Regions from separate parts of the Sus scrofa genome. Here all the other regions are linked to region 2. Evidence: chromatin contacts called from public HiChIP or PLAC-seq data. All regions are on one chromosome and are shown on one strand. The core of a region is the stretch at or near the end of the contact, and the rest is flanking DNA. Distances in the headings are between cores, read along the strand shown. Region 1 has its middle 140 kb from the start of PLN. Region 2 has its middle 70 kb from the start of ASF1A. Region 3 overlaps CEP85L (centrosomal protein of 85 kDa-like).

Region 1 (3,218 bases), core at 493-2,992, 320 kb after region 2:
GTTCTATCTGCTCTTGCATCAACAGTTTCCTCAATCGTATATACACCCAGCAGGCAGTTTGAAAACTTTCTGCTGACTTCCCCCATGTGTGTACTCAGAGGGAATTCCCATTTGCCTTTTCAATACCCAATTTTTCCTTCCTTGAAAATATAAAAAATATAAAAAAAGGAGACTATGCAGCATGATTAAACTGGGGTTCAGGCTCCAGTGAATGCTGGAGCCTGAAGTGCTTGGCCTGGAGTTTGAGTCTTAGTTCTACTTCTTATCTGAATAACCAAGTACGTCATGTAAGTTCTGAGGGGCCCAGGTTCTTCATCAAAAGATCTCAGTAATGGGGGTTCCTATCATGGCTCAGCGGAAACGAATCTGACTAGCAGCCATGAGGACGCAGGTTCGATCCTGGCCTCATTCAATGGGTTAAGGATCCAGCGTTGCCGTGAGCTGTGATGTAGGTCACAGATGAGGTTTGGATCTGTTGCTGTGGCTGTGGTGTAGGCCGGCAGCTACCGCTCCGATTTGACCCCTAGCCTGGGAATCTCCATATGCTGTGGGTGCGGCCCTAAAAAAAAAAAAAAAAAAAAAAAAAAAGACAATAAATAAATAAATAAATACATAAAAGATCTCAATAATAGTACTCAACCTCTAGGCTCAACTGGACGTGTCCACAAAAGAAGGCCATTGGGAGTGTGAAGGGAGATGACACAGGGGCAACCATCTGGCCGGAGGGCAGTATTTTTTTAGTAAGTCCTAAGAGGAAAATACATTTCAAAATCCATCTCTAGAGCTCCATATGATTCTCAGACAATCTTTAATGAACTCCTAGAGCAGGAAAGGACCTGAACTCATCTAGTGTCACACCATCATCCATAAGAAAGAACTCGGGGCTCCTTCCTGGGAGGTGAGCTGATTGATCATCAGATCGTTCCCCCAGAGTCTGGACCTGTGCCCTGGGTTCCTGAGACCTTTGTCCACAGGCTGCATCCCCTGCTGCTTCTCCCCTAACCAGCAAGGTCTTCTCTGCCAGACGGACTTATTTTTCTTTGAGTTGAGTACTTAACTCTCTCAGTTCCTTTTAAGCTTTCTTAAGTTTTCGAAGGTGCCAACCTTTTTTCTTTCTAAACTTTCTGAAAGATACTAAAAAGAGAAACAACTCAGTTTAATGAGAGCTACACAGTGGTTTAACATCATTTCACACACCACAATGAGCAGAGCTTTAATAGATGATCCTTTACATGGTTTGTTTAAAAACACTTATCCAGTCTTATCAAAATTTGATAACATTTGCAGATGCTCTGAAATAGCTTAAGTGAAAGCATTTCTTTGTGACGGTCAGGTTAAGGCTGAACAGAAACGCTCACATTTTCAAGCCAGTCTTAAGTGAGCAAAGAATAGTTAGCATTTCCCTGTGATCTGATCTGGGGGAGACCTGCAGGACACAGACTTGTGATCCACGGATGCGTTTCTACTCAAATGACATGAATTTCAGAGTGGAAGGATCACTCATTCTCTATCGAAGTTTCCTTAGATTTGGGGGCGGGGGGGCGATGGTAACCCCTTAAGAAGAGCACAGTGGCCCCTAGAACTTGAAAGCTTGCTAGCCGGCTCCTGTCCTCTCGCAGGGAGACACAGTACTGAGGGTTGGGGGCAGGGGCTGTTCTTTCCCTGCCGCCTCCACAGCAGCTGGCCCTGGTCTCAGGAACCGGAGAGAAGCCTCTGAAGGGCACCCTTTCAAGCCAATGTCAGCTCCTGGCGCCTGTCCCTACCTCCTCTGCCGCCAGGAGATTAACTGCAGCTCAGCAGAGCCCAGCAGAGCCCAACAGACCCCGAGGCACGGACGGACGCGTGTGTCTTTTCTCATCCTGCCTCTGTTTGTTCCCTCTTCCTTTAGGAGGTAGCATAGCAACCCGCGCAGCAGACCTTCCGCGGGCCGCGCCCACGATTCTCTCTCCCTCTGGCTCTTGACGGTCACCCTCCCTACATGGACGGACTCCATGGGTCTCAGGATGAGCTCCGCCCTCCCTGCCCCGGCGCATTTCTTTGCCTAAAATGCCCTTGTGTGTCTGTAAAACCCAAAGGCAACCCTTAAGACAGCGCAAACACTGTCTCTGGCCTCTCTGGGTGTGTAGTTAGTTATGTCAGCTTCTGTGTTTTCATTAGCACCGTGATCGCAAGTTCTCCCAGCATTCCTAGTATCGTTGATTTTTGTTGTTATTTTTTGTCACCTTCTCTGGATTTAGGCACCTAGAACAAGCACCATAATTTTTTTTTTCCCTTTCCTTTCATTTCCTTTTCTTTTTTTTTTTTCTTTCTTTCTTTCTTTTCTTTCTTTTTTTTTTTTTTTTTTTTTTTGCTGTGCATGTGGCATGCAGAAGCTCTGGGGCAAGGGATGGAATCTGTGCCACAGCTTTGACAACGTGGGATCCTTAACTGCTCTGCCAGGAGGGAACTCCCATAATCATTTTTATACCCCCCTAGAAGCTGTAATAGTGCCTGGTGCCTAATAAGTAGATACTGGGTGAATCAATAAAATGTCATAGTTACGGACACTCTAGTGAGAAATGCTTTGTTATAGCTTTTTTGGGTGACAACCAGCTGTCATTAAGCTCTTTACTTCAAAGTTAAAGAGAAAATATCCAGCGCAGTATTTTCTGTAAATGCCACATTCCTAGGTCTAATTGTGCTTATTAATAATTACTCATGGAGTTCCTGTCATCACTCAGTGGTTAACAAATCTGACTAGCATCCATGAGGACGCGGGTTCCATCCCTGGCCTCACTCAGTGGGTTAAGGATCTGGTGTTGCCGTGAGCTGTGGTGTAGGTCGCAGACGGCTCAAATCCTGTGTTGCTGTGGCTGTGGTGAAGGCTGGCGGCTACAGCTCTGATTTGACCCCTAACCTGGGAACCTCCATGTGCGGCAAATGAGGCCCTAAAAAGCAAAATAAAAATTACTCTTGAATGTTTTCTAGAATACTTTAATGGAACGAATTTTGTCCCTCAGTTGTCTCTGGTGTTCCTCATTTTAGTTAGTGGCAACTGCATTCTTTCAGTTATTGAAGCCAAATATTCTGGAGTTTATCCCTGACTCATTCCTTTCTCCTACATTCACATTCATGCATTTAGCTAATCCTGTTGGCTCTTCCTTCCAAATATCATTCATTCCACTCCTCCATGGTACAAGCCACCATGCTTGCCTACCCTCATTGCAACAGCCTCCTAA
Region 2 (3,486 bases), core at 872-3,371:
CACAGAGGCACCCACTACACTGAAGAACTCAGAGTGCGCCCAGCCATGCACTGGCCTGGTACTCACTTCGATGGGGGCAAGGAAGGAGTCAAGACAGCCAGGAGGCTAGCAGGACCCCGGCGAGAGCAACATTAAACTCTCATTAGCTACTTAATTTGATTTTGTTGTCCTTATCATACCTTCACTATCATTTCCCCCAGCTTCAGGTCAAATGATGACCCAAAGAGATGACCAGATAAAATAATGTCAATAATTGTGAGGAGTTCCTGCTGTGATGCAGCAGGTTAAGATCTGGTGTTGCCGTAGCAGCAGCTCAGATTCAGTCCCTGGCCCTGGAACTTCCATACCAAAAAAAAAATTGTGAGGGGTCTGATTTTTTTACTCTGCTTGCACTCAGTTAGCCAGTCAGAGCTTCACTGATGCTGGCACAAGATGCAGACCCCTGGTCAGCAACAAAGGACATTTATTACTCACAGCAGGCAGCATGAGCTCATGTTCTCATAGCTTCCCCTTCGGCCCCAAGCCCCATGGGGCTGATGCAGAGGTGGGCCCAGGTGGATACACAGAGGGTTTAGGTCAAAGCCGAGGAGCTGTGAGCTTAGAAGACCTCTGATCTTATAGTGGGACTCTTAGCAAACCTGCCCAACCTTTGTTCTGGAGACAGACATTTTTATTATCATTGCCAGAAAACAAATATGTCCTCTGCCCCAGAAAGAGATTCTATCCGTATCCTCCGAGGCTGTTTTTTAATATAAGTATCCTTGAAACAGCAGTCTGGGGCAAAATTTGTCACAAGGCATGTAGAAGTGACACAGAGAATTTCCCTCCGCCCTGCAATAAAGAAGACATAGCCGGAGACAGAGCTCAAAGAAGACACAGTGATTACGAGGGATGTCTTAAAATTTTATTTATTTAAGCAATAAAATCGATAACCTCACATGGACTCTTAACTAGCATAGCTCTCAACTGCCTGAGAATACCGGGAGAGATGATTATCGCTCCTTTGTAGGCTAGTCTGGAAGCCGCTGCCTGCACCTGGTCACAGCACCTCTGCCATGGGGCCCAGCATCTCCTGATTCCATCACTGCCAAAGGGCCCCACAATGATGTTCTGCATCATGCAATCTCCAATAAGCCTAGAAGTGGGGCTTTAGCCCATTGAAAGGAAATGCATTAGGGATTTTTTACCTAGGTAATTAAAAAGAAAGAAATAAGTCTTTTAGGACTTACTTTGGGCTTCGTGAGATTAAACATGGTTTTGGAAAAAGAATTCCTTCAGAGGCCACATGTGGAGATTATGGAGTCCCAAGATTTTCCAAGATAAATTTTATTATGTGCTTTATGAGGTCAGACACGGTTCTCCTAAGGACCTGAGGACCTGGGAGACACCCCACCAAACAGCTCCTGGCATTTCAGATCCCACTTGGGAGCACAGAGTCCTTAAAGCTGAACCATCTTTCGAACATTATACCCTCATTGGAGGCACAGCCCTGCCCGCATTTTAAGACCATGCAGGAACCTTGTGACCTAAGTTTTGGTTCAAAAGATATTTTCATTATTTGCAGCAAGATGATGTAATTGTCATAGTAAGGAATTCAGGGACTGCCTTGTTTGAGAGTTTGGTGACGGAGCAGCTAGGGCAGGTGGGGCTGGGTGATGCAGGCAGTATCTTGTCTCCACAGAGAAGAATACAGGAGCCCCAATCTGGTTCTCAGCCCTAACCTCTCTCTCTTACTTTCCACCTCTCATCAGTCACAAGGTGCTGGTGGTGCTCCTAAATGTTTCTGTCAGATGTAATCACAATCTCTTTACAGAGGAAAAAAATATTCCTTTGTGGTTTTGTTTACATATTTTTAAAAAATCCATCTGAAATTCTTTTTTGATGCTGCATCCTGTTAGGTAGAAACCTAACCGGATTTTTCTCAAACACCCAAGAAGAGTTGGCAATTTCCCTTACCGTCCGCAACACCTCCCCATCCCATCCACAGCACACCCAAGACGCCCCCACACGTGCATGCGTGCAGGCACGCACGCACGCACACATGCGCACACAGAACAGAACCCACCCTTACTTTGTCTTTGAGGTCGCCCAGAGTTGTTTCCTTCAGTCATCTCTAGGTGTCATCCTAGAGGAGTCTCTCCAGGCTGGATTCTCAGCACAGACGCAGAGGCTTGGCTGGTCTGGGTAAACTGAATTACTTGGGCATCCTGCTCTGAGTCAGGGCCCAACCCCCAGCGGAAGGGCGCTCTCCCCCTACCCCAGCGTTCCCGTCAGCAGCGGAGAATTGCCCTCTGTGATTTCACGTGGAATCTGTCAGCACAAGCTGCCTGAGAGCATAGACAATGGAGCTCTGCCATGAACACGCAGAAAAGGAGAACAAAAACGCCAACACTTCAATGATTACATTTGGGATCTGCAATCACCCGGGGGCATCCCAGAGATCACCCAGTAGATGAAACTTACCTTTTCTTCAGAGCTTAAGCTGGCTTTCACATATCTGAAAGGTTAGAGAATATATCATTTAAAGAGGGAAATCTGTCTTCCTTTTCCATTCCCGTAAAGCACTGGTGTGTATGTGTGTACGCCTATGTATGTGTTTTACCTTGCATTTTTTTGCACGTTTTGAAGTGCTGGGAGCTGCAAATAGCTGCAGGCTTTCTGTCCTCTGCCTAAGGTGGCCACACATTATGACAGTTATTTCAGATATTCTGTTTTAGTGTCAGGACTCAGCACAATGTAATACCAAATAAAGGGCTTATTGTATGACCTTATTCACACGGGAATTTTGGTAGTAAATACGGGCACACAGAAAACCCATTTGGTAAATATTCCTTAATTCTCCTTTGGTAAAACAGAAATTCCAATAACGCCTGCATGTCTTCATCCACAGCCTAGCAGGGATCTCGCCTGTCAGCAGAAGTGAACCATCTGGTCACCGCCCTAAGGCCCCATGTTACGCAAGTGTCATTGCTTTGCACATTTGGAGCAAGCAGCTTTCTTTCCTCACCAACCATGAGAAACTGTATCTTAAACAACTGGAGCAAAAATTGCATTTGTCAAACATTAAGAACAAAATGCATTTTTGCAAGTCAGTAATCTTGTTAATAGTCAATTCAGTTTCCTGGGTATTTGAATTCTGGCTAAAAGTTTCTGACTTATTTACATAAACTAATAATGCTGCATAAAGCTATGTCTTCATACCATGAGTCCATCAGACTGAGGAATTACAACCCTATTACGGGAACCCCAGGAGTCCCAGCCAACCAGTCATTGGCAGTTGTGGTTTCCCCACCTGAGCCACACGACAGCTCAGATGTGTTACCTTCCAGGTATTTAGTCCAGGACTGAATTGCTGGCGAGGATCTTAAGCTCCATTCATTGTGTTGCAGGTTTGACTAATGCCAGGTCCTACTTTGAGTCAGCTTGATTCTGATGTGCGTTTTACACTAGGACCACAAGTATTTGAGTTGCATGATGAGGTTTTTT
Region 3 (3,189 bases), core at 358-2,857, 270 kb after region 2:
AACAACAATAATTTTTTCTTCTAGTTACATCATTCCCTCTACATTTATTAGCTGACATTCATCTATAAAAATTTTATTTTCCTCATCAACCCAGGCTCTTTGGTTTTTCTGAAATGGAATCTAGTTAGAAAGCTAATTAAACTTGCCTTTGATTAGCAATTTTCAGGATGAGGAATAAATACTGACAGTGCGGGGATGAGGTGAGCATAGATTTTTCTGAGTGTAATAAATCATGGGTTCATATTGATACTTCCAATTCGTACTTAATCATTCAGAGTTGTTGGGGGGGTTCTTTGACTTTATTTTTTTTTTTTCTTTTTTTTTTTTTTTTTTTTGTCTTTTTGCCTTTTCTTGAGCCGCTCCAGTGGCATGTGGAGGTTCCCAGGCTAGGGGTCTAATCGGAGCTGTAGCCGCCAGCCTACGCCACAGCCATGAGGGATCCAAGCCGCGTCTGCAACCTACGCCACAGCTCACGCCAATGCTGGATCCTTAACCCACTGAGCAAGGCAGGGAACAAACCCACAACCTCATGGTTCCTAGTCGGATTCGTTAACTACTGAGCCACCACGGGAACTCCTGACTTTATACTTTTATTTCTTCTTCTCTTACACTGAGAAGTTTGGTTCCTGTCAACATTAATGTAGTAAACATTTTTTTCTCAGTGTACAAAAAATAGGTTCAGAGTAAGTAAATCACTGTTGCTGCTAAAAACTATAGGATGAGGTCTAAATTTTCTTTGCAGGGAGTTCCCATTGTAGTACAGCGGAAATGAATCCGATTTGTATCCATAAGGGTATGGGTTTGATCCCTGACCTTGGTCAGTGGGTTAAGGATATGGCATTGCTGTGAGCTGTGGGGTAGGTCATAGACATGGCTCAGATCCAGTACTGCTGTGGCTGTGGTGTAGGATGGCAGCTGCAGCTCCGATTCTACCCCTAGGCTGGGAACTTCCACGTGCTATGGGTGTGGCCCTAAAAAGCAAAAAAGTAAATTTTCTTTGCAGTTATTTTTATTTTGGGGGTAAATTTCATAGTAAAATATGTACATTACCAAGGAAATTTTTTATGTGAGAGCATGAGAAACCCCCTGGAAGCTGAGACTGTTCAAATTTATGTTTCCTCTCTCAGGTATTAATTACCATAGGGCATTAGCTGGCACACAGGAACCCTTTCCATTATTTAAATTCTTATCTCCCTTTTTATTTTGCCTACTGTGTATACGCAGTTAAATTTGGCTAATGTGCATGTACTATGATTTTGCTATTCCTCGTTTATAGACTTGGGGGAAAATGTTAACCTTTGTGGCTTTAGAGTACCTTTCCTCTGTTCTAAAAACCTGATTTTTGTTTTGTCCGTTGCAGAACCAAAGACAGACAGAAGAGACCTGCTCTTTATTGGATCAGGGCCAGGAAGCAGAGCAATCCAGGCAGCAGACCATTCTTTCCAAAAGGCCACTCTTTGATTTGAGTGTGATTGATCAGCTCTTCAAAGAAATGTCCTATTGTTTATTTGACTTGAAGGCTTTGTGTAGTATTCTTAATCAGCGTGCTCAGGGCAAGGAACCTAATCTTTCCTTGTTACTGGGTATCAGATGTAAGTTTCTGATGACTTGTCTTTACTGTATTGCTTAACAATTAGAAGCATGTCACCATGAATCAGGAACTTCTGACTGCCTTTACCCTATTTTCTTTTTCTTTTTAGAACCACACCTGTGCCATGTGGAAATTCCCAGGCTAGGGGTTGAATCGGAGCTGCAGCTTCTGGCCTACACCACAGTCATAGCAACACCAGATCCAAGCCACATCTGCAGCCTACACCACTGCTCACGGCAATGCCAGATCCCTGACCCACTGAGCAAGGCCAGAGACTGAACCCGAATCCTCATAGATACTAGTCAGATTTGTTTCCACTGTGCCACAACGGGAACTCCATACCCTATTTTTTTTTTTTCATTTTTTAAAGTTTTATTCAAGTGTAGTTGATTTACAATGTTGTGGTAATTTCTGCTGTACAAAAGAGTGATTCAGTTACACATGTACATATATCCCCTACTTGTTTTTATCTCCTTTCCTACTTAGATTTATAAATCTCTGAATCCATCTATGGGTCTGTGAATACCTGTTACTACTTCATTGCTAGAACTAACCTCCTCATTCCTGTGGAACTGATCAAGGTCATGGCTGATAGGGATTTCAACTTGGTAGCATGCTTACAAGTCCACCTGTGTGCTGAGCCAGGAGATGTTTCTCATGATGAATCTGTTTATATGTGACTGGAATGGTAGTTGTGATTTCCTGGTTACGCTTCTGAAAGTAAATGATTTTGCTTTCGTGTGGCGATTGTATTAAATTAATGAGCCAACCATTTGTCCACTGGCAAAATATTAGAGAGAAAATACTCACTTGCTTCCTTATGCAGTGTATTTCTGTGGCAGTTGTTGAATGTAAGTGCTAATGCTGTCGCATGAGCCAGTTTTCATAGCCTGTGGATCTCTTGCCCTCGTGATACATACCCTTTCAATATGATGCCCATCCATTCTGCCTAGTTCTGCCTTCCTGCACCCATCATGGTGAGAGCTGCCACAGGAAGATCCTAGTGTCTTTTTCCTTCTGTGCTGCTTTTGTTGGAACACTAAACTTGTATGGCTCTAAATTATGATAATATTGACATATTAGTCTCTTTTTAATACATAAAAAATGGAATTCAGTTAGGAAATAAGAATGGATTAAGACCATAGTGTTTATGAACCAACATGTTTTGATTAATTGCCCAATAATATGATAATATGTGACTGGGGTGGAGACTAGTTTTGTTTCCCATTTCATCAAAGAGATTCGACCATCTTGCATCATAATAGTTACTTTGGCTAACCAGGTAATAACTCTTGATCAAAGTATCTCACTTGTTAAATGACACATGTAACTGTGCTCAGAGATGTCAGCAGACTATTCCCTCCACTTCATAAAGGTAGGAACACATATGAATGTGGGTATATAAAAAACAGTTTGAAGTATAGTCAGTTTGCAATGTCATGTTAGTTTCTGGTGTACAACGAAGTGATTCAATTATACAAATATAAATATATATTATTTTTCATAATCTTTTTCATTATAGGTTGTTACAAGAAATTGAATATAGTTCCCTGTGCTATATAGTAGGACCTTGTTATATATCTATTTTATATATGGTA

Evidence for each region. HiChIP or PLAC-seq counts read pairs in DNA pulled down with a chosen protein or histone mark.
Region 1: a contact with region 2 is called in an H3K27ac HiChIP or PLAC-seq map of skeletal muscle, with 3 times the contacts expected there. The contact joins two enhancer-like sites. A contact is called at or near these places in 1 of 47 Hi-C or Micro-C datasets (skeletal muscle) and 1 of 2 datasets of contacts at active chromatin or transcription factors (skeletal muscle).
Region 3: a contact with region 2 is called in an H3K27ac HiChIP or PLAC-seq map of alveolar macrophages. The contact joins two enhancer-like sites. A contact is called at or near these places in 1 of 47 Hi-C or Micro-C datasets (embryonic fibroblasts) and 1 of 2 datasets of contacts at active chromatin or transcription factors (alveolar macrophages).

Annotation. Positions count from the first base shown.
Region 1 is chr1:43,599,464-43,602,681 of Sscrofa11.1, forward strand. No RefSeq gene overlaps it. Among named protein-coding and RNA genes, the nearest start is that of PLN, 140 kb to the left of the region's middle. Within about 2 kb of position 1,743, at least 43 of the 83 cell types and tissues checked have an H3K27ac peak or open chromatin away from gene starts, as enhancers often do. A contact at or near this core is called in skeletal muscle, where this site is marked.
Region 2 is chr1:43,283,065-43,286,550 of Sscrofa11.1, forward strand. No RefSeq gene overlaps it. Among named protein-coding and RNA genes, the nearest start is that of ASF1A, 70 kb to the left of the region's middle. Within about 2 kb of position 2,122, at least 39 of the 83 cell types and tissues checked have an H3K27ac peak or open chromatin away from gene starts, as enhancers often do. A contact at or near this core is called in alveolar macrophages and skeletal muscle, where this site is marked.
Region 3 is chr1:43,552,649-43,555,837 of Sscrofa11.1, forward strand. CEP85L (centrosomal protein of 85 kDa-like) reads left to right here. Exons shown (of 15, transcript XM_003121248.5): 14 at 1,361-1,592. Among named protein-coding and RNA genes, the nearest start is that of PLN, 95 kb to the left of the region's middle. Within about 2 kb of position 1,608, at least 1 of the 83 cell types and tissues checked has an H3K27ac peak or open chromatin away from gene starts, as enhancers often do. A contact at or near this core is called in alveolar macrophages, where this site is marked.